7 separate regions of the Mus musculus genome follow, and all the other regions are linked to region 3. A link is a contact called in public promoter capture Hi-C data. All regions are on one chromosome and are shown on one strand. Each heading gives the region's core, a stretch centred on a gene start, on an enhancer-like site or on the middle of the called end of the contact. The rest is flanking DNA. Distances are from core to core; before and after follow the strand shown.

What was found. Promoter capture Hi-C pulls out the DNA fragments that hold promoters and counts their contacts.
Region 1: a contact with region 3 is called in a promoter capture Hi-C map of hippocampal neurons, with 5 times the contacts expected there. The contact joins the promoter of Spsb1 here to the promoter of Tardbp in region 3. A contact is called at or near these places in 2 of 39 promoter capture datasets (the 3T3-L1 cell line and hippocampal neurons).
Region 2: a promoter capture Hi-C map of pre-B cells shows a contact between it and region 3, with 2.5 times the contacts expected there. The contact joins the promoter of Eno1 here to the promoter of Tardbp in region 3. A contact is called at or near these places in 2 of 39 promoter capture datasets (liver and pre-B cells).
Region 4: a promoter capture Hi-C map of liver shows a contact between it and region 3, with 5 times the contacts expected there. The contact joins the promoter of Slc25a33 here to the promoter of Tardbp in region 3. A contact is called at or near these places in 1 of 39 promoter capture datasets (liver) and 1 of 115 datasets of contacts at active chromatin or transcription factors (pancreatic cancer cells).
Region 5: a contact with region 3 is called in a promoter capture Hi-C map of pre-B cells, with 3 times the contacts expected there. The contact joins the promoter of Rere here to the promoter of Tardbp in region 3. A contact is called at or near these places in 2 of 39 promoter capture datasets (the C10 cell line and pre-B cells).
Region 6: a contact with region 3 is called in a promoter capture Hi-C map of pre-B cells, with 3 times the contacts expected there. The contact joins the promoter of H6pd here to the promoter of Tardbp in region 3.
Region 7: a contact with region 3 is called in a promoter capture Hi-C map of the 3T3-L1 cell line, with 2.3 times the contacts expected there. The contact joins the promoter of Tmem201 here to the promoter of Tardbp in region 3. A contact is called at or near these places in 2 of 39 promoter capture datasets (the 3T3-L1 cell line and liver).

The regions. Positions count from the first base shown.
Region 1 is chr4:149,953,756-149,957,875 of GRCm38.p6, forward strand. It overlaps Spsb1 (splA/ryanodine receptor domain and SOCS box containing 1), which reads right to left and starts at 1,251. Exons shown (of 3, transcript NM_029035.2): 1 at 1,098-1,251.
Region 2 is chr4:150,235,521-150,239,479 of GRCm38.p6, forward strand. It overlaps Eno1 (enolase 1, alpha non-neuron), which reads left to right and starts at 1,677. Exons shown (of 12, transcript NM_023119.2): 1 at 1,677-1,820; 2 at 3,953-3,959.
Region 3 is chr4:148,625,287-148,629,017 of GRCm38.p6, forward strand. It overlaps Tardbp (TAR DNA binding protein), which reads right to left and starts at 1,710. Exons shown (of 6, transcript NM_145556.4): 1 at 1,395-1,710; 2 at 1-90. The coding sequence starts at 76.
Region 4 is chr4:149,772,723-149,776,261 of GRCm38.p6, forward strand. Slc25a33 (solute carrier family 25, member 33) reads right to left here and starts at 1,545. Exons shown (of 7, transcript NM_027460.2): 1 at 1,278-1,545. The coding sequence starts at 1,333.
Region 5 is chr4:150,280,396-150,283,933 of GRCm38.p6, forward strand. It overlaps Rere (arginine glutamic acid dipeptide (RE) repeats), which reads left to right and starts at 1,521. Exons shown (of 23, transcript NM_001085492.1): 1 at 1,521-1,680.
Region 6 is chr4:150,000,549-150,004,630 of GRCm38.p6, forward strand. H6pd (hexose-6-phosphate dehydrogenase (glucose 1-dehydrogenase)) reads right to left here and starts at 2,688. Exons shown (of 5, transcript NM_001291004.1): 1 at 2,484-2,688.
Region 7 is chr4:149,736,474-149,740,018 of GRCm38.p6, forward strand. It overlaps Tmem201 (transmembrane protein 201), which reads right to left and starts at 1,595. Exons shown (of 11, transcript NM_001284270.1): 1 at 1,362-1,595. The coding sequence starts at 1,474.

The DNA of each region.
Region 1 (4,120 bases), core at 1-2,500, 1.3 Mb after region 3:
CAGCTCACCACCACACTGTACAGCTTGAGTTCAGAGAAAAAGAGAGAGGAGCCTGAGCCCCGCTCAGCTGGCAGGAGCTTCCCTGGAAAGGTGCCAGCCAGCACTCCAGCAATACCCCACTTACCAAAACCAACCAAGCAAGGGGAGTTATACTCCACAACCTTCCAGAGCCAATGGCCAGCCCCACTACTGTTCACAGACAGGCAAGAACATTTAGGAAACACACATATTCACAACGATACACAACAACAGACACGAACAGAAACTCACAAGGTCACACTCTCATTCGCAAAAGCACACACAACTTCCTGGCTGGCAAACATCTTCACAGGCACCATTTGTGAACATTCAGTCTTTGCCATGGCACATCCTTAAACTTGGAGATTAGCAAGTCCTCGCACACTCGTCAGGCGCGGGACAACTCATCCTCTGCTCTACCATCCGATTCAGGCTGCTCTTGTTTCTCTGTTTCCATCGATTTCCTGACATAACCTCGGTTGCCCGGAGAAGCATCGGCGGCTCCGGGGTGGCTGGCGCCGCGCGCAGTGTCACCAGGCAGTCTCCCAGAGAGAGGCGCTACGGGGGCCGGATCGGGAAGGGGGACTAGGGCCGCTACAAATCAGAGCCCGGACTGGCGGGAAAAGCGAAACTAACTTAACTCAGCAGGGTCGCGATGCATGGGGCAGAAGGGGTCCCCTCGACTTTGGCGATGGGAGTCCCCCTCAACAATCAGAACCCTAAGGCGCCCTGGGACTAAGGAGAGCCCCAGGCCTCTTTCTCGGTTTGCAGCCTAGGCTCATCTTAGGGAGCGACTGTCCCCGCTCCACTGAGGTCCCCACCCAATGCCGCCCCCGCAGGTGGGACCCCAGAGCCTCCGCAGCAGAAGCGGCAGCGCACTGGGCGGCGCCCGGCCCCTCTCCGGGGACCCAAGATCGATCATGGCTCCACGCCGGGTGCCCACCCTATGCCCACGCTCTGCCCCGCGCCCACCCTCTCAGTTCTCTCAGCGTGGTGGTCCCCGTGTCTCCCCCATCCCCGGATCCCAGAGCCCGAACGCGCGCCCACCCAACCGGTCTTCGGTGTCCCATGCCGCCTACCGCGCACAGAGAGGCCGCAGCTCTTGGAGCTCCGGAGGCTCGCGGTGCCCAGGGCCGCGCCCGCTGCAGAGAGCGAAGTCGCTTCCTCCCCGTGGCCCCGGCGCCAGCGCCTGGAGCTGGTTCCTGCAGCAAGCGCGCGGGCCGCTCGAGCGCGACTCCTGCGCTGAGAAGAAAAAGCCACCGACAGCTCTAAGGTGGGAGGGCGGAGAAAAAAGAAGGACGCGCCGTGGGCGGGGCTTGTACGCTCCACCCCGCCTCCATTTGCCCTGCCACGCCCCATGTCACGCTCCTTCACCACGCCCCGCCTCAGGTCACGCCCTTTTTATCGCAACCCTCCCTTCTGCCTGGCGCTCCTCACAGCCCTCCCCTCCGCACTTTCCCGCTTAGCCCCGCCCTACACCACGCCCCTTCTCCTGCCACGCCCCTCTACTTTCCGACCCAGCGCTGGGTTTCCTAGCGTTGAGCGGCGCTGGTCGCCCGAGAGCCCGGAGCGCGCAGGGCTCTGAGGCAGGGCAGGCTTGGGGCTTTGCGAACTCTGTAGCCCCCGATACCACCTTCTTGCAGAAGGGCTGTAGGCTCAGACATACATCGCTCTGCCTTGGCCTCTGCAGCAAGAGCTTTGATTCCTCTGGAGAAGTTTTTAGGAAAGGCTGGACCTAAGGCCAGGATCATAATAACAGAAAACCTGCGCGGGGGCTGCGGTGGTGTCCAGCACTGTATTGAGGAGCTGAGGTTCATTCTTTAGGGAAAAAATGTTTGGCAGGGTGAGGTTATAGCAGTAATCACAGGAGCAAGATCTTGCTTAACTCGTTTGAAACTCCGGGTTAAGGTTCTGTAATGCTGTCGTGCAAAGGAACTGTCTATGAGTCCATGTGTAATCCGGCTGCTCTATACTTACTGTTTCCGCGCTCATGGAGACAGACAGGCAACTCAGAACTTCAAGACCCCGAGGTCCTGGTCGCATAGGCGTCCACAGTACCTAGACAATGAGTTTAGGATGGCACAAGCGACAGGGACTTCACATTAAAAGTACACCGTTAGAAGCTCTAGTCTGAAAGGGATTTTCCTTTCCCGTCATTACAGAAGAGAGTAGTCACAGGTGACTGAGGGAATTTTCACTCCCATCTTCGCGATATCCCCTTAAGATCTTCCCACTCCTCACCCATACGTGGGGAGGGATGCTAGAGAAGTTGCTATAAATACTGTGGCCGCTGAAGTTATTTAATCACTCACTGTAAAGACCCGAAGGGCCGGAGGCTACTGTGTAGATTCCAACCACCTCACTGTTGCCAATTTTGTTTGAAAACACAGAAGCTTCCAGACTGCTATGGACAAGGTGGGTCTGCGTGGGGAAAGCGGCCTCTCCGGGGCGCTATTGGCTCTTCGAGCAGGCAGCCTTGCCGGTGACTCAGGGGGGTGACTCCCTCCTGTTGGACTCTTCAAAGTCTGGGAATTTGAAGCATTCCCTGTGAGCACGGCAGCCACTGACCCATATAGCTTGGAAAGAGAGCATGTTCCATATGTTGAGCGAGAAGTACGTGTCCCTTATCAGGTGTGGTCGGTCACCTCACAGGGCAGGTACTGCAGCACTACACCTGGGACTATGTACTCTCTTCTAAGACTTGTCTTTTGCCTGGGGGAAAGCTTCCAGAACAGATGGAAGCTGTTTCAAATGGTTAGAATGGCAGCTGTCGGGGGGGCTGGAGAGATGGCTCAGTGGTTAAGAGCACTGACTGCTCTTCCAAAGGTCCTGAGTTCAAGTCCTAGCAACCACATGGTGGCTCACAACCATCTGTAATGGGATCTGATACCCTCTTCTGGTGTGTCTAAAGAAACCTACAGTGTACTTATATATAATAAATTAATTAATTAATTAAAAAAAAAAGAATGGCAGCTGTCCATTTGGGTCCTCTTAGCTTTGACCCCAAGAAAGACAGCTCTCAAAAGGCTTGAATATTTCTCTATCAGCACTCCTGAGTTCTGACCCTGTTGGGTAAATGGATACTGATGGTCTGAATATCTAAGCTTACCTGACAGTCATCGTTCTTATCCCTGGGACACCGGGAAGGTGGGCTAGTAAATCTCCGTTAGTCATACAGCAGTGACTTCGGTGAGTCAGAGCACTGTGAAAGAGTCCTCAAAGCCGGAATGTGAGGGGAAGGGGCGTGATCCTATTGTTTGTTGAAAAGTCATTAGCTCGCAATAGCTGATACACCAGCTGATAAATACGATCGAAAGGTCGGCTGATGATTGCTTAAGCCTGAGTCAAATCAGGCCCCAGGGGAGGAGGAGGCTCTGGACTCCCAGTTCTGTTCACGCTGCCCCGAGACCCCACTCCCACATCTTGTACATCATGGGTTCTGTTGATATGATTTGCTCACTCACTTCTCTAACCTTCAGAAAATGATAAGGATGGATGATTAGGGAACAAGCCCTCACAGAATTGCTCTCTCTGATGTTAGTTTGAGGTCTAGCTAGAGGTGTCTTGGATAGTTGGGGCCCGCAGGGAAGAACCCTGCCATTCTTTAAAGGGTACAGGGCCCTTGTCTTCTCTGAGGCCCCTTGCATTAAGACCAGCCTAGCGTAAACCCAAGAACCTTTGTTCACCCACTGGGTGTCCTTGACCAAGATACTTAACCTGCAGAGACTCGATTTGTTTGAAGTTAATTTTGTGTGCATGTCAGTATATGCAATGTACATGTGGATACAGCAGCGTGCCTACAGAGGTCATGACAACCTCAGGCACTGGTCCTCGCCATCCGCTGCATCTCAGACTCGGCTTTAGTGCTCACTGCTGCATACACCAGGCTAGCTGGCCTGGGCATGTTGTCGAATGTGGGGTTACAACATGAGTTCAAATCAGGTTGGGTCACCTATCCTCAAGAAGCCTACTAAGTTAATCCCAGCACTTGGGAGGCAGAGGCAGGCGGATTTCTGAGTTCGAGGCCAGCCTGGTCTACAGAATGAGTTCCAGGACAGCCAGGGCTACACAGAGAAAACCTATCTCAAAAAAACTAAAAAAA
Region 2 (3,959 bases), core at 427-2,926, 1.6 Mb after region 3:
AATACAACAGAAAGTGATGTGTTCCCTTCAGTTCTATAGTGAAGTGTGTGCACGGCAGGAGTTGAAAGCCGATTTCTGTAGTGTTTGAGATGAGATCGGGTCCCTAGGCAGCTCAAGTTTGTCTCGATTTGATGGCTACTTTTTTTCTTTTGATTAGTATTACACATTGTGGTTGGGGATGGAGGTCAGAGGACAGCTTGATCAGGTGTGACTGACTGCAGGTGCCTTTGCCCCTGAGCCATCTCGTGGGTTCCAAGATAGGGTTTTGTTTGTCTGTCTTATTTTAAAATATTGTTTGGTTTTGGGTTTGTTTGTTTGGTTTTTTTTGGACAGGGTTTCTCCTTGTAACTTATCTGTTCAGGAACTAGCTCTGTAGATTAAAGGCTCACATTAGCACTGACTGGCTAGCTATCATCACTTTTATTTTTTCTCTTTTCTTCATTTCTTTCTTTTTCTCTTTTCTTTTCTTTTCTTTCTTTCTTTCTTTCTTTCTTTCTTTCTTTCTCTTTCTTTTTTTTTTTTTTTTGACAAGGTCTCATCACTATGCCCCATCTGAATTAGAATTCACTATGTAGACCAGGCAGGCCTTGAACTCAGAAATCCGCCTGCCTCTGCCTACCCACAGCTGTGGTTAAACACCAGCTTTATTTTCTTCATCAGAAGGGTGAAATGGCTCCACCCTGCGCTTCCGGACGTTTGTCACATCATTGTGGAATATTACTAGTCTAGACTTTTGAGAAATGCGTCGGGACGACTTGAGTATGAGTCTCAAGAACTGGTAGGTCAAGAACATCGAGGCCACAAGCAGGGGAAAGAAGTATTAGATCTTTAAACAAAGGAACATTAACATGGATGAAGAATAAATCCACACTGAGCTAGTACACCAGAGAAGTAAGGAAAGTTCTAAAGTAGGGTGGAGTGGCTGGGTGGGTGTAGCACAAAGGTACTGCCTTATTAGCGTGAGCTGGACAGTAGGATTCGGTACCCTCCACACAGTAACAAATGATTAGGTAATATTAAGGGAAAGGTCACTTTCCCTTGGCTACCTCGGCCTGAGACTCACTACAGCAAGGACAAAAGGACGGGGTCACCTTGGCAGATGGCACCAGAGAGCCAGGACCAGCGGCGAGGGCGCTCAGTGCGCAGGCGCAGTATCCATGCATTTCCCCCTCATCCCCCCCACCCCCACCCAATTCCACGCGGGAGTGAGGCCCTCTGGCCGCGCATCAACGTTTCCACACCGCCGGGGGCTCCAGAACCTCCCGGTGGGGGGTTGGCCGGCTGGAGGGCCGAGCCGCGAAGGTCATCAGCAAGGTCGTGGGCCGGACGTGTGGCGCCGCAGCCACGCCGAGTGCGTGTGAGACTCGGAGTACGTGCGGCGGGCTCAAGCCCTCATGCCCGCCGCGCAGCCCAGCCCCGCCCCGCCCCGCATCCGGGCTCCGTAGACCCTCGGCCGGGCCCCAGGTTCCCAGCCGGAGGCTCGCCAGGCATTCCAGCTATGCCCCAAGCAGGCTAGGCCCAGAAAGGCAGGACAACCCCCGCCCCCGTGCCCTCGCCCCTAGTCTGGGCAGGCCGAGCGGCCGCCTCGGTCACGCTCTTCTATTGGAGTGATGGCACGCTGAGCCAATGGGGAGGCGGCGCGGAGGGAGGGCGGGCCCGAAAGGGGAGAACTGGGCGGGGCTTAACGAGCAGGAAAGGAAGACAGAGTGGGAGGCGCTTAGTGCTGCTCCGGTACAGGGTCGCGCTCGCGTCTGTCCTTAAGGCTCTCCTCGGTGTCCACGGCACCCTCTTTCCTTGCTTTGCAGCGATCCTACTGCCAGGTATGGTCCTTGTCTCCACCGGGGTCAGCTCTCCTACTAGCTTCGCTTGGGGACCCGGTGGGCACGTGCACCCACTAGCCTGGGCGGGAGCCGCTATCCGGGGAGCACTCGGGTCAGCCTCGTGGAAGGACGCAGGCTCTTGGAGGGTGGAGGTGTGAGCCCCACCAGTGATCACCGAGTTTCAGGGTTGCAATGTAACCGGGTTCCCAAGCAGACAACAGCAAATGCAGACCACGGATGATCGCGGCCGTGGAGAATAGAAAAGTACTTTCTGTGTAGTTAAGTGGAAGGTTTCAGAGGGAGGGAGAGCAACTTAAACCCCCGATGCTCATTAAATCCTTTCTCAGAATGGAAGGGCCAGAAATAAGGATGCCCAAGAGGCAGAGCGCCACACCCTAGTAGATCCTGCTGGGGCTGTAGCTCCTGGACCGCAATCGAGCGTCACTGGGCGGGAGTGGTCCAGCCCATCTCTGCTGTGGAATATTCCTGACCTGTGAGTGTCGGTTAGGTACTAAGAGTAGAGGAAATTGCAGCAGTCCCGTTGGATAATTGGGAAGCCCTCAGGAGACCTCGACGCAATTAGGCAAGAGCTACAGGTTTCCTGGGTGGCTACTAGCCGGCCGTGAACTGACTTAAGATGCATTTAAGAAAACTTCCTGTTCGTTCTGGCCTAGGCAGTGTGGTTCCTTGGCTGACTCGCTTTCGGGATAGACCACAGCTAGTCTGCTGATTAGCCTGACCGATAGGTCCACTTTTCTGCCCTTGGTCTGGCGTTCAATCCAGATAAAGACAGAGTGGGTGAGATTTTCTTCCTTTGGTTAAATACGTTTGCTGCCTAGCCTAAAGATCCAAGCTAGATAAAAAGGGTGGAGGGAGGGATCAACTCCTACAAGTTGTAAGGTCTTTGCAGAGCAAAGTGTGGCACGTGGGTGCTCCTCCGCCCCCATAAAGGAACCAGCCATGGAGATGCACACATGAAAGTGTAGCGCTAGGGATGCTGAGGCTGGAGGATCACTGAGTTCTGGTCAGTCTGGCATTCATAGAATCGGGCGAGTAAGAGAGAAGACAAAAGAGTATGGTTGAGGAATAGTAAGGTTTTGTAACATGGTAGGTAAAAAGTAGATACTTTATTCTTGGTGAGTGTACAAAGATCCTTTGTCTTAGAGAAGACAAAACCACAGAAGTAACTTCTGTGGAAAAAAAAGCTGCCTTTGCTTCAGTGCTTGCCACAAAAGATGTGAGGAACCTAGTTAGATAATAATAGCCTCTGAATGCTGTATTGTCTTCATGTCTCATCCAGTTTAGCTACAGAATCTATTTGGTTTCTTTCTTGGAAAGCCTGCTGGGGAAGAAGTAAGAAAGGGACTTGCAGTTTGTTGCCAAATATCCTCTTCCTCTCAGGATGTTTTTCTAATTAAACATCTACTTTGAATACCTTTTAAAAGCGAGACAAGGTGCCCTTTTGAAATGTACTAACCAGAAGTCCTAGCTCTTGCCTAAATATGGCGGAGATTGAACCCAGGACCTCCCACGTGCTAGCCAGCATGGCCACCAGGCCAAGAATGGCAGGATCATTGACCACAGGCCAAGGAGTTTGGGGTTCTGGCCTCCTGCCTCACACTTTCTTACTGGTTATCAAATCTGTGTCAGCTGAATATTCTGCTCTTGTCATGGGTGCAATTTGATGAATTAGGGTTTCTCTTTTTCCCACAATTAAACTGCTTTGAAATGTCACATTTCCCTCTGGTCTCCAGGTCAGTTTAACCTCTGACCTTCCTTCACTGTTGCTTCCCACTTCCTTCTCTGTGGAGCCAGAACACTGTTCTATGCAGTCAGAGGATTTAATTTGCCCACAGTACAGGTAGCTTCTGAGGGCTTTCTGTAGGAGTGGTTTATTTCATTGTGCCATGTTGACCTCAAGCTTGGCGGGAAGTCCAAGCCACCGACCTGCTGTGTAAGGAGTAGTCCTCGCTCCCCAAACCCTCACTGATGAGTGACTTTCCTGTATGTTACCTAACGCATAGCCCATTTGGTACCTGTCAAGTCCAGGACCCCTCAGAGGTGATGGCCTTGGAATGAATTAACCTCTGTGTCACTGTTTATTGGTGATATGAATGTTTTTCCTCCTACAGAAATTCG
Region 3 (3,731 bases), core at 460-2,959:
CCGTCCCATCGTCTTCTGATGGTATTTCAATGGGTTCATCGTTCTCATCTTCTGTTACCCGAATATATTCAGACATCTTTGCTTAAATCTCTTAAAGGAAAAAGAAATGAGCAAGAAAATCAGAGGAGTTATCTTTTCATAATTGGCTATTATCACACCACTTTATTCCCACTTCCTGAAAAGATTCCTGCTACCTAAAATGTTTCTTTTGCCATCCCTGAAAAAAAAATAGAGAAAAGGTATTTTCTAAAATAAAAATGTGATTTTGGGGGCTGTTGAGATGGCTCAGTGGGTAAGAGCACCCGACTGCTCTTCAGAAGGTCCAGAGTTCAAATCCCAGCAACCACATGGTGGCTCACAACCATCCGCAACAAGATCTGACTCCCTCTTCTGGAGTGTCTGAAGACAGCTACAGTGTACTTACATATATTAATAAAATAAATCTTTAAAAAAAAATGTGATTTTTGTCGAGCACGATAACCCACGCCTTTAATCTCAGCACTCTTGAGGCAGGCAGATCTTTTTGAGTTCGAGGCTGGCCTAGTCTACTGAGTTCCGGGGCAGCCACAGGGAAAACCGGTGTTCATGTGGCGCTCTGCCCGCCAGTTCTATTTTCTCAGCGCACACTATAAGCTTCCGGTGCTAAAATGGCAACAGTGTTACCATGTGGCCCGTTGGCTACAAAGCCAGACAAAAACAAGGTGTTAAAGAACTAAGTATCTGCCCCGATTTTTTTTCTTGCACTCGTCATTTCTTACCTGGAGCGCACAGATTACAGGCTACCGTATTTCGTAACCATTCTGAATTAAGTTTCTTCTATAGCCTGGACCTGAATCGGGTTTAGCACGTGCTTTAACGTGGAAAAAACCAGCCAAGCATTGGGATCTGAGGAACCCTCCCTGTGCTGGTGGAGCACGAACACCGACATCAGAACAGTTATCTAGCAGTTCTGGTGCTCATCCTCGGAAAGGTCTGGCTAAAGTTAGGCGTCGAGGGAGCAACGACGGCTACTCCGGGAGGTAGGCCGCCGCTTCCCAGAAGGCCGTGCGCGACAGACAACGTTGATGATTTTCCCCCCCTTTCAACTGGGCCCAGGGTGGGGCCCGCGGAGGTCCAAGTCCCATGGTGACAACAGTTATTCTCAAAAGCGACAATCTACAGGGACTAGGACGCCTGGAAACCCGGGGCGGCCACACACTTCCGCCCGTGGCTTCACAGCCAAGCAGAGGCCCGGCGTCCCGCTCCGGCTACTGCCCGCGCTTAGGCCTTAACGACGCGGCTGCGCGAGGCCAACCAGGCCCCGCTCTACCGCTCCCTCCCCGCGGCGCAGGCCGCACCGGGCCTCTCCGAAGCAACACTCGAGGCACGCAGGCCGGCCTTGGCGACCAACCTACCCGCTAGGCCACTGCTAGGAAGCACAAGGAGGAAGCACAGACGGGAAGGAATCCGACAACAGCCGCGCTACCGCTCCGTGCCCACAAAATGGCGCTAGGGCCGCCTCCCGCCCTCGCCCGCCTTCGGCCTCTCCCACTGGCTTCCCTGCAGGAGGGGCGCTCTCCGAGGGAAGCCACAGGCGCTCTCTCCTCCCAGAGGCTCGGATGCTAGCAGGCTCTTCGGCGTATAGAAAAAAGTAAAGAAACGCAACAATGAAAACAGCTGGGTCTGAAAAACTGACAGATGAAGGACAGAACGGCCACTCGGCCTTCCGAGTCCCCCTACGTAACGCGGTAGATGGCTTCGCCTGACCAACGGCCGGCCCTAGTCGAGGAGCTCGCGCGCGCCGAGAATGCGCGAGACTAGCGCAGGCCGGGACTGGGGCGGCAGGGGCGGGGCTAGGAGGGAAAGGGGGCGGAGCCTGCGACTGAACGCGTAAGGGCTTGGGGGGGAATCCCTGGGAACCCTGGGTTCCTAGTCTAAAGGCGACTCTTAAATGTCTTCTGCCTTTGCTCGTTAATTTCCAACGTGGAAACATTAACTTTGATCTGCAAAATGGTCCCTGTTCTAAGTACTATTTTGTATCAAGTACCTTTTAGCACTCTCTGGCTCTAGGGGGAGAAAAACAAACCAGAATCTTGTGAATGGCAGGCAAGTGTCTTCCCATTGACCTTGGGCTTAGCCATCAGATACTGTTTTAGAGACAGGGATCTCAAAGTCACTGTGTAGCCCAGGCTGTCCTTTAACTCATCAAGGCTGCCAAGTGTGGATGCTGCCCTAGCAGTCTACACGATAGTCGTGATACTCTCTCCTCTTTCAATAAGTGAAGAAACTGAGGCACAGAGTTGAGTACCTTGCATGAAGTCACCATGAGAAAGAGGCCCCACTAGGGTCTGAATCCTACAGCAAAAAACTACTTGGATGTTTCAGTATTTCGGTTCCAGTTGACGAGTCCTAGTATAACTTTAAAAAGGCTGAAGGCTAGCTCTACCACCAAGCAGCAGATGTAGACTCTTTACTCAGGGTTGGAATTTCTTGGTGTATCAGATTCAAAGCTTAGGCACAAAGGTTTTACACAGTTGCTTTATTTACTGAAACTGGGTCTTGCTGTACAGAACAGGCTGGCCTTGAGCTTGCTGGGTTCCTCCTGCCTCTGCCTCCCTTCTGGGAGGAATGGGGTAGGATTGCAGATCACCATCAGGCCAAGCCTTCCCACTTTAAGTTTATAAATGAATTCATTTCCTCCTCACAGCTACCTTGTAAGAAGATGGCATTGGAAGAACAGATGTTAATGTCTAGCCCCTAACTTCCATTAGAGCCCAGGCTGGCCAGGAACTCCTGGCCTGTCCTCCTGCCTCAACCATCTGAGTGCTGGGATTATAGGCATGAGTCCTTCCACCCAGCATTATTTACTTTTTGGTTTTGAACTTAACAAACAAACAAACAAAACAGGATTTCTGCGTAGTCTTTGGCTGGCTTAGAACTTACTGTGTAGACCAGGCTGGCCTCAGATTTGCTATGCCTTTCCTGAATCTGCGCCTTCAGTGTTGGGATTACAGGTGTGAGTCACCAAAATGGTTTTTTGTTTGTCTCCTAAGACAAGGTTTCATACAGCAGAGCCTGGGCCTGGCCTCCTGACTGTCCGGGATTACAGACCTGTGCTACCATGCCTGGAAAAGTCAAGAACTTTAACAGTAGTTTAAAAGGATGATTGCATTTTTTTTTTTTGATTTTTTTTTTTTTTTTTTTTTTTTTTTTTGGTTTTTCGAGAAAAGGTTTCTCTGTGTAGCCCTGGCTGTCGTGGAACTCACTTTGTAGACCAGGCTGGCTTCAAACTCAGAAATCCGCCTGTCTCTGCCTCCCGAGTGCTGGGATTAAAGGCGTGCGCCACCACGCCCAGCTTGCATTTTTTATTTATTTTCTGTGTTCACGTCTCTGTGGGAAACCAAACCTGCTCTGTGTGAGTTTTTCTGTGAGCCATCTAGCTGGCACCAGCTATCTTTTTTTTTTTTTTTAGACAGGGTCCTACTGTATATTCCAGGTTGACCTTCAAATCAGTCTTTCCCCCAGGCAGGTCTCCAGACTTCGGGAACTATAGATATGCATCATTACAGCTGCCCTGGAACTCAGAGAGCTCTGCCTGCCTCCACTTTCCAAGTGCTGGGATGAAAGGTGTATCTATGCCTCCACATCTGGCTAGACCATATTGGGTTTTTATTTAATTATTATTTTTCTTTTTGGGTCAGAGTCTCATGTGGCTCCCGCTGGCCTCCAACTTAATGCATAGCCCATGCTGG
Region 4 (3,539 bases), core at 295-2,794, 1.1 Mb after region 3:
GGCAGACATACAACATAAGAGACCACTCAGTTAAAAAAGAAAAGAAAAGAAAAAGTATAACAAACAAACAAAACAACCCATTGAGTATAAACTTATTTCTCTTGGCTTTAAAAATATGCCTAACAGACTTTAAGTTCCCTGGGATGACACATTTATATAAAGTGAGGGTGCCTTCTAAGGCTTACTCTCAAAGGTTAATACCAATGAAGACATGGATAGGAGGAATGAAGGCCTGACAGAAATGGATGAACAAGAAATTCCTCCTGCCTAGGCACAACCATTAAAGCTATCTGACGGGTGAAAGGTACTGCCAGCCTGCCAGGTAAAAGGACCAAGGCACCAGAAACCCTTTCATCACCGTTATTTTCTGGATAACCCTTTCATTAACCATTACTTTCTAGTATATGGAACTGTTTAGGTCCAGTTATAGTTCTCAAGTGAAGATGATAACACAGGAAAAACGCTGCATGTTATGTAAAACTTAAATAGCTGGGCTAAATCTCAAAGAGCTCTTCATGACCCCAGGGCTGGGGACACAGCTCCATAGATAGTTTGAAAAACCAGCACCAAAAGGGTCCCAAGCCACTAGCAGCTATGACAAAAGGAAAAGAAAAATACTATTTAAAAAAGAAAACCCCAAACTTTCGTTTTTTTAGGGGGTTAATTCAGCTCCTAGTTGTATCCTCCTATCATGATGTGTTCCTCCACTGAAAATCACTGAAAGGTGCTTTAGGATCGATTAGCACTGACCAACCTTCCGAGGTCCCCATTTACCGTCCCACGTGGTGCAGACCAGCATCCGTTCCCCCCCAACCCCCCATACTCCGCAGGGCAGGCCACGGGCTGCCCTGCGACACCTGCCCGCAGCTCTGACCCAGCGCAGTACCTCCTGGGCTAGCTGCCCCGGGACCTCCAGCATCCGCACCTCTGCAGCGGTGAGTGACCGCAGCGTGATCAGGAAAACGCCAGGAGGCCGGAGCCACAGGGGCTCGGCGCGATCGCCCCTGGTGACAGTCACACCAGCCAGGAATTGTTCAAAAGGAGAATACGGCGAGAGGCGGCCGGTGGGTGGGGGATGGGACCGCGGACGCGCCGGGTGGAAAGCCGCCGTGCCGGCTGACCCCGCGGTGGGGACGCCGAAGCCACGACCCTCCTGGGCTGCCCGTCCTGGCTTCACCCCAGTCCGCGACGGACGGGAAACGCGGATTCCCAAGGCCACGGCACGCAGGGGGAGAAGGCCGGGGCTGAGGCGAGAGCAGCTCGGGCCCCAGACTCACCCGCCGGCGAAGAGATGAAGCAGCGTGTTCTCTTTCTGCTGAGTGCCCGTCGCCATGGCCGCGCCGGCTCCGCGGCCCGCCGCAGCCGCTCGTGGGACGCGCGAGGTCTTGAGCTCCGCTGGCTTCGCTGCCTTCCTCAGGCAGCCGCCGACGCGCCCATGCGCGCGGGAGGCCCAGGCGCCCGGCTCCCTCCGCGGCGTCGCGCCCGGCCAGTCAGCGGCCTCTGCGGCGCTTTCCAGCCGCTAGGCAGAGAGCCTAGCGCGCGGCCGTCACGTGGCGGAGGCCGGGCCGTGACGTCGCGGGGCGCGGCGCGGCGGAGGTGTGGGCCCGGATCCCGTACGCCTATTGGACGGCAGGTGGATGTGGGCGTGGCGGTCGTGCAACGCGGGGCGGGATCAGGCCCCGAAGGGCTGCTCAGGATAATAAGAGGATGACCAGCAAACTGGTCAAAGCTGCTTGGTCCTTCTCAGAGGCTGGAAACTGAGTGTGTAACCATGCCCTATGCTCCAAACCTCTTCTTCTTTTTCTTCTTTTTAAAATTATGTTTATGTGTGTGTGATTTGTTTTTTTTTAAGACAGTCTTACATTGCAGTCCTGGACTGCCTGGAACTTGCCATGTAGACCAAGCTTGGCCTCAAATTCACATTTTATCCGCCTGCCTCTGCCTCCCAAGTGCTGGGCCTAAAGGCGTGCGCCACCACTACCCAGCACCTTGGAACTTTCTATGTAGACCAAGATAACCTCGAAGTCACATTGATCCTTTTGCCTCTGCCTCTCCAGTGCTGAGATTACCCAGCTGTTTTTTGTGGTTTTTATTGTGTGTTTTTAAGGGATGTCATGGGTTCACACATGCCACTGTCTAATGGTGAAGACCAGAGCACAGCTTGCAGGAGTCAGTTTTGCCTATTCATCATGCAGGTCCCAGGAATTGACTTGTTTTTTGAGACAGGGTTTCTCTGTGTAGTTCTAGGTGTTCTGGAACTTACTGTGTAGACCAAACTGGCCTCAAACTCACAGATCTACCTGCTTCTGCCTCCTGAGTGCTGTGATTGAAGGCATGAGCCACCATGCCTCACGGGTCCCAGGAATTGGACTCAAGTTGTCGGATTTGGCTGCAAGTACATTTACCCTGAGCTCCCGATCTTTTTAAGAATTTCATTCTGTAATATTTCCATGTATAAACATGTATGGTGATTACATATTACATCTCACAGCTCTGAGCTTAAATAGGAAAAAAAAAAAAAAAACACGTCACCTAAACAGCCTGCCCTCCTCTAGCCTACCCTTAGTGTTTTGTGTGTTCTTGATCTTTCTATAAATAGCATTATATTTGGTATGTATTTTGCAGTGTGAATTTTGTACTGTGTGCGCTGATGCTCGGACTTGAGCGACCCAGATCGCTCCTCCCCTTAAATATCCTGGACCACTGCCACAGTGAGCCTGGCATCTTCTTACCTCCAGGTCTGGCTCTTGGCTGGGCTTTGCCTGGTTGCCCTGGCAGCACCCTGATCACATGGCTTCGGTGACTCCATGTGGGCTCGTGTACTCACTCTGTTTTATTCAAACTGTTTGTCCCATTCTGGAATGCAAGCTCCATGGGAGTGGGGGGCCTTGTTTTTACACTTCATGGTTGTTCTTAACAGATTGTTCCTGTCACGGTACCTGCCACCTAGTACTGCCCAGGGAACTAATAAACAAATGTCCTAGATTGAACTGATCATTCTACTCCTCCCCCAAGCCTGCTCAGTCTCTTCTGTTCCCTGCCCTGGTAGTGACTCTATATTCTGCACAGGCACCAAGGCCATTAATGTCAGCTTCTAAACTGACTCATACTCTCTCCCTTCCCCTCCCTCCCTCCCTCCCTCCCTCTCTTCCCTCTTTCTTACTTTCTCCCTTCTTCTGCTTCTGACACTTCTAGCTCTGACAAGTCTTGGAACTCATCCTTTCCTTCCTTCCTTCCCCCTCCCCTGCTAGGGACTCCAGGTCTGTGTGTGTCCCACCAACTCTGCAGCTGAGAGGAAGCTGTCCCCACAGGCCACTCCTTTGCTCCTTTACCTTCCAGAGTATTCGGATGCAGAACACACCAACCCATTGTCTTCCGTCTCCCACATCTGATGAGAAGCACCGCCTTTAACCGGCTGAGCTGCCAGACGTCCTGTGTGTACACAGAGGGAAACTGGAGTAGGAGGCGAGCTGTGAGCAAACACGGCAGATCTGTATTTGATAGTGGGCATTGCTTAGAAACAACTGCTAGGCTCAGTC
Region 5 (3,538 bases), core at 271-2,770, 1.7 Mb after region 3:
TTTTTTAAAGGTGATACTTGGATTTTCCTTTCCTTTTTTGTTGGCATTTTTAAGACAGAGTTTCCAAATGTAGCTCTGACTGGCCTGCAACTCACACTGTAGACCAGGTGGGCCTTAACCTTTAATTAAGATCTTCTTGCCTCTGGCTCTCTAGTGTTAAGATAACAGGTAAGAGCCACCAGGCCTTGGTGAAACTAGTCTACGCCTCCCCTCCCCCAACAGGGCACAGCTACTGCTCTCTTTAAAAGACTCTCCGTCGTAATGGTCTGTTCTTTATTACTATTTTTTTTTAAAGTCATATGTGTGTGTGTGTGTGTGTAGGTTTGTGCACATGGAGGCTAGAGGAGTGTTGGATTTCTCAGAGCTGTAGTTACAGGCAGCTTTAGCAGCCTGATGTGGGTGCTGGTAACCGAAGTGGGGTCTTCTGCAAAGAGCAGTTGAGCCCTGTTCTTTATTACTTAATGAGGCCTTTTATTATTCTCATCAATAAGCAGCACAATTCACCAATTCACATTTTCTTTTCTTTTTTTTTTTTCACTTCAGTTTCGGTCAAACATTATTTTTAAAACATTATGAACTACCCATCAGAACAAATAACTTCGAATCCACTCTGTAGCTCCCCTTGAACCTCAAGGAATAGGAATCTGTCTCTTAAATGAAATAAGCAATTATGGCTCTGGTAATAATAAGAGCAAGGGGACAGTCGCCAAGCCCACCCCTAAGACCGACCCGCTTGAGGTAGACCATCCCGAGGGTCAGTACAGGGCTGGCCGCTGGGAGCTCTGCCTGTGGCCGAGCAGGGCGGACCAAGCACAAAGCCGCGCCTGGGGCGGGGAGCCCATCTCCCAGGTTCCGGCCGCCGCCCGGAGCGTGCACTAAGGGCTCGGCCGCGCCGCCACCAAAGCCTGGCCTCTCCCCTTGCCTTGCCTTCTGCTCATTTTATTAAAAAGGAAGAAAAAAAAAAAAAAAGAGAGAGAGAAGAAAAAAAAGGAGGAAAAAAAGAAAAAAAAAAAAAAAAAAGAAAATGGAAGAGCGAGCTGGAGCAAACATCCCGCCCCCAGGCCCGCCTTCCGCCTCCTATTGGCCCGTCCTCTACTGACGTCACGAAGAGACAGACCAATGGTGATGGTCGATACTGCGAGGTGGGCCGGGCCCGAGCGCGGAGTGGGCGGCGGGTCGGCGCAGCAGCCCCGCGGCTCCGCCACCATCGCGGAGGTGCCGCTGCTCCCACAGACGCTCGCGAGCCGCCCCCCGCGCTCCGCAGCCTCTCGCCCCGCCGGGCCTCGGTCCCCGCCTCCTTCCCCGCGCCTCGTCCCCTCACGCGCTCCCCACCTTGTTTCCGCCTCATTTTCTCTCCTAGTTGAGGGGTAGGAAAAAAAAAAAAAAACCCTACCATCCTCCGGTGGGAGCCACTCGCCCTCTGGGAAAAAAAAATCCACAAAACCAGACATGGTCCTGGGCTCCCACTGCTGAAGGCTTGGCCCACCCGAGGAGGTCGAAGTCCCGGCAGGGAAGCCCCGCAGCCCCCCGGTGTCGCATCCCCGCGGGCCGGCCCCTTCGGCCCCGCGCCCACCGCCCTCGGTCCGCCGCCGGCCCCCGCGGCCTCCCTCCCGGTCCCTGCACTTTCCCCGGAGCCCGGCCGCCACCCCTCTCATTGATGGTGTAGCGCCCGAGGGGAAGGTAAGTGTCCAAGTTGTCAGCGCCGCGCCGCGGGCGCCCCTCCTCGGCCCCTCTTTCTGGGGTCGGAGTGCTCTGGGTGGGCGGTGGGGCTCGGCCGGGAAAGCCGAGGCGGAATGCGAAGGGTGAGAGTGGAGGCGAGCCCTCGGGGAACCATGGGCCGGACGCTGCCTTTGGTCCTGTGCGAGCCAGGTGACTGTACTACGTGCTTCTTGACCCCTGCTCTCTCTTGGCTTCTTAGGCACGCTCTGGAACTAGTCTGAGGTTAAACTGTTACACGCCACTAGCTGAGCAGCTCAACTGTGAGAGGGAAGGACCCGAAGCTGTGCATTTCTTGGATATTTGTGAATGTGGGGGTCTGGGAACGGACTCATTAAAGTCTCATTTCACATTAGGAGGAAGACTCCTCCTTTGTGTCTCTCTTCTCAGGCTCTGTGATTCCAAAATTAGGGAACCAAATACCACTTGGAGCGGCGTAGAATTCTGTCATGATTTTAAGTTCTGCTGTCTGAAGGAGGGTGCCTTCTTTCTTTCTTTATATTTTTTTAGGGTTATGGGAAGAAGGTAGTTTTACATCGAATGGGGTGTGTGTTGTGTTGAGGGAGTATTGCAGGTTTCCTTTGAAACTGTTCGCTTGAGAAGTTGTTGAAATGAAAATAAAATGATTCATTGTTGAATAGTCATTATCCTCTGTCTCTTTTCCAAGGTTTGCTTACTTTTTTTTTTTTTTTTGATTACAGACTTCAAACATTGATTTCAGCAGAATGTGCCCTTGAGAAACTGGGTGCTTTAAATGTTTCAGTATGTGCTGCTATTTTAAGGTGGCTCTGAAAAAGTAGTTTTGTATGAATCTTGAAATAGCCTTCTGCAAAGCAATTCTTAAGACTAAACAAAACAAAACAGATTAACTAGTGAGTGTGAGCTTGGTGGATTACAAAACAGACATTTAGTGCAGCTCAAATGAATAATACATCCTAGGTTAGATTTCAAATAGCTTTTATAATTGCTTTCCATTTAAAGAGAGACCTTTTTGTCTGGTGTACACTGGTTTCTTTAGTCTCAGTCTGATGGGGGAGGGGAGGGAGAGGATTATCTATACAATAATAAAATCATCTTTGGCGAGATATTTCCTTCCATGGATTTGCTTGCTGAGTTAATTCCACTCTAAATTGCAAACCGTTTTTGATTTTGATGGCCTAGTCTGGGTGAAAGCCTGCCTTCCAGTTTTCTCTGTTGTTGAGGTCGAAGGGAAGAGGCAGAGGCAGAAGCAGACACACACAGAGACACAGACACACCACACACACACACACACACACACACACACAACCAGGCAGAGGGCTCATTGTTCTTCCATACAGATATCCATTCTCTCTCTCCCATATTTGGGGCTAGGTTTGCACAGACAAACACGGCTCTTTTGGGGAGGGATGAGAGGAGATGGGGGATGGGAAGGTGCTTTTCTTGTTCAGTTTTCTTTCACCCATTTCACATCTGCCTTTTTTTTTTTTTTTGCAACCTTGCAAGGCAGATGAGTACATGGGACACTAAAGGACACTGTGGAACGCTTTCAGAAGACTCCTGTTTCCCTCCCTGCCTTTGCAGCCCTGCTTTCTGCTGCTTGCTCTTTTCCATCTGTGTAAAGATCAACTCTGTCATGGTGGTCTTGCACTCTCTGCTTTCCATTCCTTGAGACCCCTGGCTCTGTTAGGGGCAGATTTGTTCACTTGATTTTTATTTTGCTGAGTGTGACTGGGGCCTTTATAAGTAGAAATAGGTTGTCTCAGTTAAAATGATAAAGACTATTTGAGGTTAATATGTTGCAGTATTTTGTGTGAGTGTGTGTGAGTGTGTGTGTGTGTGT
Region 6 (4,082 bases), core at 1,438-3,937, 1.4 Mb after region 3:
AGGAAATGCATTCTTCCCCCCTCCCCCATCCCATCTCTCTTCCCTCCACATTCTCTCTCCACCTCTTTCTCTCTCCTCCTTCCCTCCCTCTCTCCTCCCTCTCCTCTTACTCTCACACCCCACCCCCACCCCAGGTGAACGAGATGGTTCCGTGGGTAATCAGGAAGCATGATGAGCCAAGTTCAATCCCTGAGCTGCCGTGATAGAAGGAGAAACCGGACTGCCTGGGTTTGTCCTCTGACCTACATGCATTGGCAAGTGAATGGGGCGCACACACATAACCCGCACTAAATAAAATAATAAGACATTTAAAGAGTGAGAGCTAGACAAACGTTAACTAAATAGATTATCTAAACAGTCCAGGTATTGTGATGTACGGCCGGGAAGCCAGCACCTGGGAGGTGAAGTCAGGGAGGTGAGAAATCCAAGCCAGCCTATAGTACAAGCAGTTTGAAACTGTCTTGGGGGAAAAAAGCAGGAAGAAAGGAAAAATGAAGGAAGCAAGCAAGGAAGGAAGAAAGAAAATTAACTATAAAGAGATTCCCTGCCTTAGGGCAGCACAGGGCCATTGCTAGGAGGAAAGCTGGGCCATTCTCCTTACCTGTGGGCTACAGAGCCAACCCTGCCCTGGAGCGCCCCGAAGAACAAAGTCTGTCACCAACTTCACAGGCCCCCTCAGCCTCCCAAGATGTGGCCTGGAGACCTGGGGCCTCCTCTGGCTCTCCTCCTCACAGGAAGTGCCACCTCTTGCTGCAGAGGCTGCGGTCTGAGGGGTTTTACTCAAGCAGTCTCCGCCTGGGCTCTACACTGGCTGAGAGGAAGGGGCTAGGAAATAAACCTGCCAAAGCGGCACACACAACGGACGTTGGCCAAGAAGCAGGAAACCAAATTTCCACTAAGGAATTTTTTCTCCCTTGCTTCCTTCTTTGTCTAATTAAGCAATCAGTCGGGAGGCCATGACTAACAGACAGAGAGGCTGGAGGAGAGAGAGGACAGAGACATCAACACAGACACAGGAAAAGTACCCTTAGCCACACGCTCTTGCCCTCATTCTAAACAACCACGCAGCCTTGAACAAGGCATTTAACCTGCCAAGGTCTCTGCCTCCTCCCCTGGGTAATGGACTAAGGGTGCTCAGGTTGTCTTCTGGCCCCTGGTCCCACACATTTCAAGGGAGACCCCCACCCTACTATCAAGGAGATGCCACCACCTATCCATATAAGCACGGAAGTGCTAGAGGGGACACAGACCACAGTAGTGGCGTCATGGGGCTAAATACAGAGGCAAGGTTACACCCTGATCCCCAGAGTGAGACCAGGACAGCCAGGGATACAGAGAGAAATCCTGTCTGGAAAACCAAAACAACAGCTACAACAACAACAGAAGAGGGTGGAAGACAGTTTCCTGTATAACAAATTTTATTCATACCAACAGCTGGAACAGGACATGGTAACCCAAGCCCACAGTCTCAGTCTTTAGGAGTCAGGAGGATTGTGAGTTCAAGGTTAGCCTGGGCTACTTAGCAACCCCATGTCAAAAGAAAGAAAAGCAGAAGGGGTGGGGAGTAGGGTGGAGGCTGGAGAGATGACTCGGCACTTTAGAGGACCCAGTCCCAGCAGCCACACGGTGGCTCGGAACCATCCCTAACGGCAGTTCCAGGGGACCCTACACTAAGTATACACATGGTGCGCGTACAGACATGGGGACACACGAGATAAAACAGGCGGTGGGAGTCAGCAAGCAGGAGGGCACGCGGGCTTGCTCTGGGCAAGAATGCATTACTCTGACAGGCCGTCCTGGGAGAGACTCGCCCTTTAGACAGAGGCCCTGCTAACATTCCAGAAGGGGAAAGACTGATCTGGCCAGCCATGGTGAACAGGGGCAGAGTCCAGCTCCATCTTCCTGTCACCCTCACTGGAAAGAGGCACATGGCCAGCCATCCCAAAGCTGTCCCTGCCCAGTCCAGCAGCACCAAGAGGCAGGGCTGGTGCGGGCTAGTTACAGTCTCTATGCCCACAGACATGGGTGGGAGGGTGAGTGAGAGAGATCAGGAGCCACTACCTACCTCCCCTTCCCTACTCTACCCCCTCAGATACCATTGACAAAGCTGCTTCCCATGGATGGGGCAAGAAGAGGGGTGCCTCTAATCACAGCCCCAGAATCTGGACTTTTAAAAAGAAATTGGGGGGCTGGAGAGATGGCTCTGTGGTTAAGAGCACTGGCTGCTCTTCCAGAGGACCCGGGGTTCAATTCTGAGCATCCACACGGCAGTTCACAACTGTCTGTAACTCCAGTTCCAGGGGATCGGACACCCTCACACAGACACATATGCAGGCAAAACACCAATGCACAAAAAATAAAAATAAATACTAATTTTAAAAGGATTGGAAAAGAAACAAGAATTCAGATGAAAGAACATTTAGAAAATCATCCTTATCAGCCAAGCGTCCCCTCCAGTTCCGGGGCTCCGACGCCAAACTTACCAGTGCAGGCAAAGAACACAACCTGGTGTCAGTCAACCCTGGTCTGCATTTGGTCCCCTCATGGCCAATCTGGGGACCAGCACTTCCAGATGAAGCTCTCCTCTAAGTCCAAAGAGCCCTTTCTCCGGCCTCCTCTAAAGATAACTGGGAGCCCGGAGGAGCACTCAAAGCCCCTTTGAACCTTTTTGCAATGTTTTGATTGCAAAATTTCCGGTATTTTTCCCAGCTGGTTGTTAAACACAGCCATTAATAAAGTGAAATTACATAAATGAATAACCAACCAAATTCCATTAAGAACAAAGGTCAATAGACACTCAAAACTTATGTTTCCTGATCACGGGATCACTTTTTGCTGTCATGTATGCTCTTGATAATGGCTCATTAGGGGGACATCTATAACCCAGATATTGGCAAAGATCATAAATCAAGTTCCCCGGCCCCACCTCCCACATAGCAGCTGCTCAGCACTGGCCAGCCAGTTGCTATCGTGTGGCCAAACCGGTATTTCCTGGCTGCACTTTCCCACCTCACTCCAGAGTGGTCAATCAACTCATACTCAGATCAGAGCTCTGATCACATTAGTTGAATGCTGACTGGGTTTAGGCACATCTAAATCCAACTGGTTTATTAACCACAATTTAAATTACTCCCTCCTTGCCCTCCCCACATCTCCCCTCCCTGTCTCCCCTTCCCTTCAGGTTTGTGGTTCTTTGTTTTTGAGACAAGGCATCTCTATGTAGCCCAGGCTGGCCTCAGGCCTGGTATGCTCCAGCCCTGTCCTCCTTGGCACTGGGATTTCTGGCATGGCCTACCACATCTCTCAACTTGCTTCAAATGCTGTCTCCACCAGTCCCAGTAAACACAACATACTCAGATCATAAACCTTAGCGGTGTCTGGTCTGTTGGCAGATACAGGTGTCCACCTTCAAACCCTATTTGGGGGCAGCTCGGGTGTCTGCCACCAATCCTGATGACCTGAGTTCCCGCCACAGGAACCGCAGGGTAGAAGATGAGATCCAGCTGCACAGCCTGTCCTCTGAGCTCCACATGTGCACACACACACACACACACACACACACACACACACACGTACACACACACACACACACACACACACACACACGTGCACACAAACACAACAAAGCTCACACAGGTTTGGAGCACAGTGTCTCTCACTGCCTCTGTCTGTCCTGCCATCTCCTCTGTCTGGATTACTGCAGAACGCCCCCCCCCCCCCATAGCTTCCTATGGCCCCTGCAGAGCTGAGCCTAGCACAGGGGCCAGAGTGACCCTCACTGTTGGTAAGAAAGAGTCTACACAATCTAGCATCTTACCATCATCTCTTTGACCTCCTGTACTATTCTGGCCATCCTCCTGCCTCGGGGCCTTTGTTCTGGCTCTTCTCTCTGAGCTGCGTTCCCCCACAGGTACTCACATGGCACCTTAGCTCACCAGCTTCAGCAAGACCGCTTGCTCAGTCTGGCTTTCTCAGACCACTCCACAAAATACTAGAACTTCCACTTCCACCTCATGCCTCCTCCCTATTCTATTTCCCTCAGTAGTCCTTTCTTTCCTTCCTTCCTTCCTTCCTTCCTTCCT
Region 7 (3,545 bases), core at 345-2,844, 1.1 Mb after region 3:
CAGAGGAGGTGGATTTCTGAGTTCGAGGCCAGCCTGGTCTACAGAGGGAGTTCCAGGACAGCCAGGGCTACACAGAGAAACCCTGTCTCGAAAAAAACAAGCAAGCAAACAAACAAACAAAAAAAACAACAACAAAAAGAAATACATGTCCCACACACACCTCACCAAGAACTCAGATTCCTGTCTCTAGCAGAGGCAAGGCATTCGTTGGCAGGACAGGAAGGGTGACAGGCAGCCAGTCCTGGCCACAACAAGTCCCACTCTGCTCTTTTGGCCAAATGCCCTGAGCTGGCAGAGGCAGCCAGGAGATGCCTGGCTTTTGGGACAAGCTCTGCTTGGCACATGAACAGACTGCCCAGGCTCCCCTAGGCCCAGGTAACGAGGGACTGCTTTGGGTTGGCTGATCTTAAGCGGTCCCTCTGACTCCCAAAAACTGGGTGGGAACAAGACAGGAAGCTTGGGTTGAGATCTAGAGTCAGGCACTCTCTCAGCCCCCCGGGATGTGGCCCCCTCTTTCAAACACAGCTGACATCCATCCCCTCCTTAGGTGCCGCTGACTCACCTACCTCTAACAACTTTTGCCTGCCCTCTCCTGCAGAAGAAATGCAGGGTTAAGGAGGGCGACCTATCACCCTGATTGCCAGTTCAAACCATAGCTCCTTGTCATCCAGCGACTAGGGTCAAGTCCCGAGCACTGCACATCCCCGGCTGTCCCAAAGAGGCTCCCACGAATGCGTGTATGTTCCTATCCTCGGGAAATGTGATCAGGTGAGCTATTCCTTCACGCTGCTGGAGAAACGACTCCATTCTGGGGTTTGACCACGGCAAGCTTGGAGTACTGGGGTCTGCGTGGTCTCTGAGCCATGACAGGCCAGGGTATTGATCCCAAAGCCCATCCGTGACATGTGTCCAAGGAGTACAGCGTACACCTCTGAGTGGACAAGTTCCTTAAATGTGTGGAGCGCAGGCTCCTGCCTCAGGCTGCTACTGCTCACACGTGCCTTCTAAGTACTCAGCTCCAAGGCTTCTCCGGGGGAAAGCTTACGCGAGGAATGTTATTGCTATCGCATACAGACCATCAAGCGCCAGCTCTCATCCTCCTAACCGATGGGCGGCAGAGGCCCAGCAGGGCAGTCCAGCCAGGAGCACGGGCCTCGAAGGGAGGAGCAAGCAGCAGCCCCCTCCCCCAGCCACGGTCGGCGGCTGCTCCCCGACGAGGCTTTTAGGGGGTGAGGGCAAAGGCGGTGGCGGAGAATGCGTCCCGCATTCGCGAGCAGGCCTGGTCCGCCCCTAGGACTCCGCCGTGGCCTCGCGGGGGCGGGGCGGCGGCCCGGGCCGCGTGCAGCGGGGCGCGCACTCACCTCCGCGCAATCCGGTAGAGCACCACGCCGGCGGCAGCGCACGCCGTGACCCCGAGGCCGCCCGCCAGGCCGGCGGTGGGGCAGCTAGCCAGCAGCGCGCTCACTCCCTCCATGGCTTCCGGGCCGAGTCGGTGGGCAAGGGGCGCGGGCCGCAAAAGAGACTCCCAGCGGCCCGCGCGCTCCAGCTCGCGCCGTGACCTTCGCCGCTTTGTAGCCGGCGCGAGCCCGCCCCTTGACTCGGCGCGCTCCCGCCGCGCAGCCAATCGCGGCGCGGGGCGAGCCTGAGTGGGCGGGGCGCCTACGGAAGCCCTCGGCACTGGCTCGGACGCGCCCCCCAGCGTCCACAGTTGCAAAGCCACTCTCTAGAGCTGGAAGGAGTCCCGCCTGCGCCTGCAGCCTGCGCACGCATGCATTTGCAGGTCCTAGTGCTGCTACCTTAACGCTAATCCTTGCCAATGCTTTCTCCACTTAGTCCTGCTTTCCTGGCGTTGGGCTAAAGTCGGTCTGTGCCGCTTCAGACGCCACAGTGGTTGAAAATTAGCTTGCACAAACACAAACGTCCAAAGACGGAAACGAGGTTAAATAATCACAGGATAGCATGTTTCGGAACATAATGCAGCCATTAGAGTGAATGGCTAAGGTGTGTGTGTGTGTGGGGGGGGATTGGTCCTGAAGGGATTATCCTTTTTTTTTTCTTTAGTCGAATGTAGATGATTTTCATAGTTGCCAAGTTTGATGAAGTCTGTGCACTTCAAATAGATTACCTCGGGGAGTGAGATGGAGGGAAGAGCCACTTACAGGCGTGCTTCAGCATTTACGTGAGCTAAATTAGGGATCAAGAAAAACTCACTGAGGCTTGGTGATGCACGCCTTTAATCCCTGTGGAGGTAGGCGGATTTTTGTAAATTTGAGGTCAGCTTGGACTACACAGTGAGTTCCAGGTCATCAGGCAATCCATGGGCTAGTAGGTAGGTCCTGTCCTAAAACAAAACAAAATAAAACAAAACATCTCTAGCAAGAAATATTTATACCAGGTTGGGCAGATGTTGTGGCACAAGCCTTTGATTTCTTTAAAAAAAAAAAGGTCAAAAAATTATGGGGCATGGTGGTGCACACCTTTAATCTCAGTACTTGGGAGGCAGAGGAAGGCAGATCTCTGTAAGTTCAAGGCCACCCTGGTCTACAGAGCAAGTTCCAGGACAGACAGGACTCTGATACACAGAAAAACCGTGTTTTGAAAAACAAAACAAAAACAAAACAAAAACAAAAATCTAAAAAAAGTTTATCTCTAATTACATACTATGTTTCTGTAGAATACCCCACCAACACACACACACACAATTTTATGAGTGTCTCTTTTTTTTTAAAGATTTATTTATTTATTATATGTAAGTACACTGTAGCTGTCTTCAGACACTCCAGAAGAGGGCATCAAATCTCATTACGGATAGTTGTGAGCCACCATGTGGTTGCTGGGATTTGAACTCAGGACCTTCAGGAAGAGCAGTCGGGTGTTCTTACCTGCTGAGCCATCTCATCAGCCCCTATGAGTGTCTTTAAGATCAAGTTCTCTGTGGGCAATGATGGCTTGAGGGTCACTGTAATAATCTCTCGCTTTTGTTGGCAGCTCACCTGTCCACATGTCACCAGTCAGGAAGGAAGGAGCAGGTTGTGTGCAGGGAATCAATGTAAAAGCCTGGAAGGTGTCGCTTGTACATCAGAGACAAGACCTTTCCCATCCTCCTTTTGCTTTCTATTAGCTCTGAGTGTGCCTAGAGTGCACTGGCTCACACAATGCATGGCCACGCCCACACATCATTCACTTTCTGGATCGGATGCCTTGAGTTCCAGGAAAGGTCTCCAGCAGATAGCTGTTGTCTAAGAGCTTCCTGAACATCACTCACACCATCTTAGGCACCGCATGACTATTGGCATCTCTAAGTCTTAGGCAAAGGGAAGGAAAAATGATTTCAGATCCAGATTTCAGACTCAGAACTCATCCAAGTCCCATGTGTTTAGGTTTTGGTGTCCAGCTGGCGAAGTTCCTGGAAGGTGACACAGGTAGAAACTTTAAAACTAAATAACACAAAACCACCAAAACAGAAAATCTCACCTTTTATGATGCCTGGTACCTACTGAAGCCAGAGAAGTTATTGGGTCCGCCCTAGAACTGGAGGCTGATGG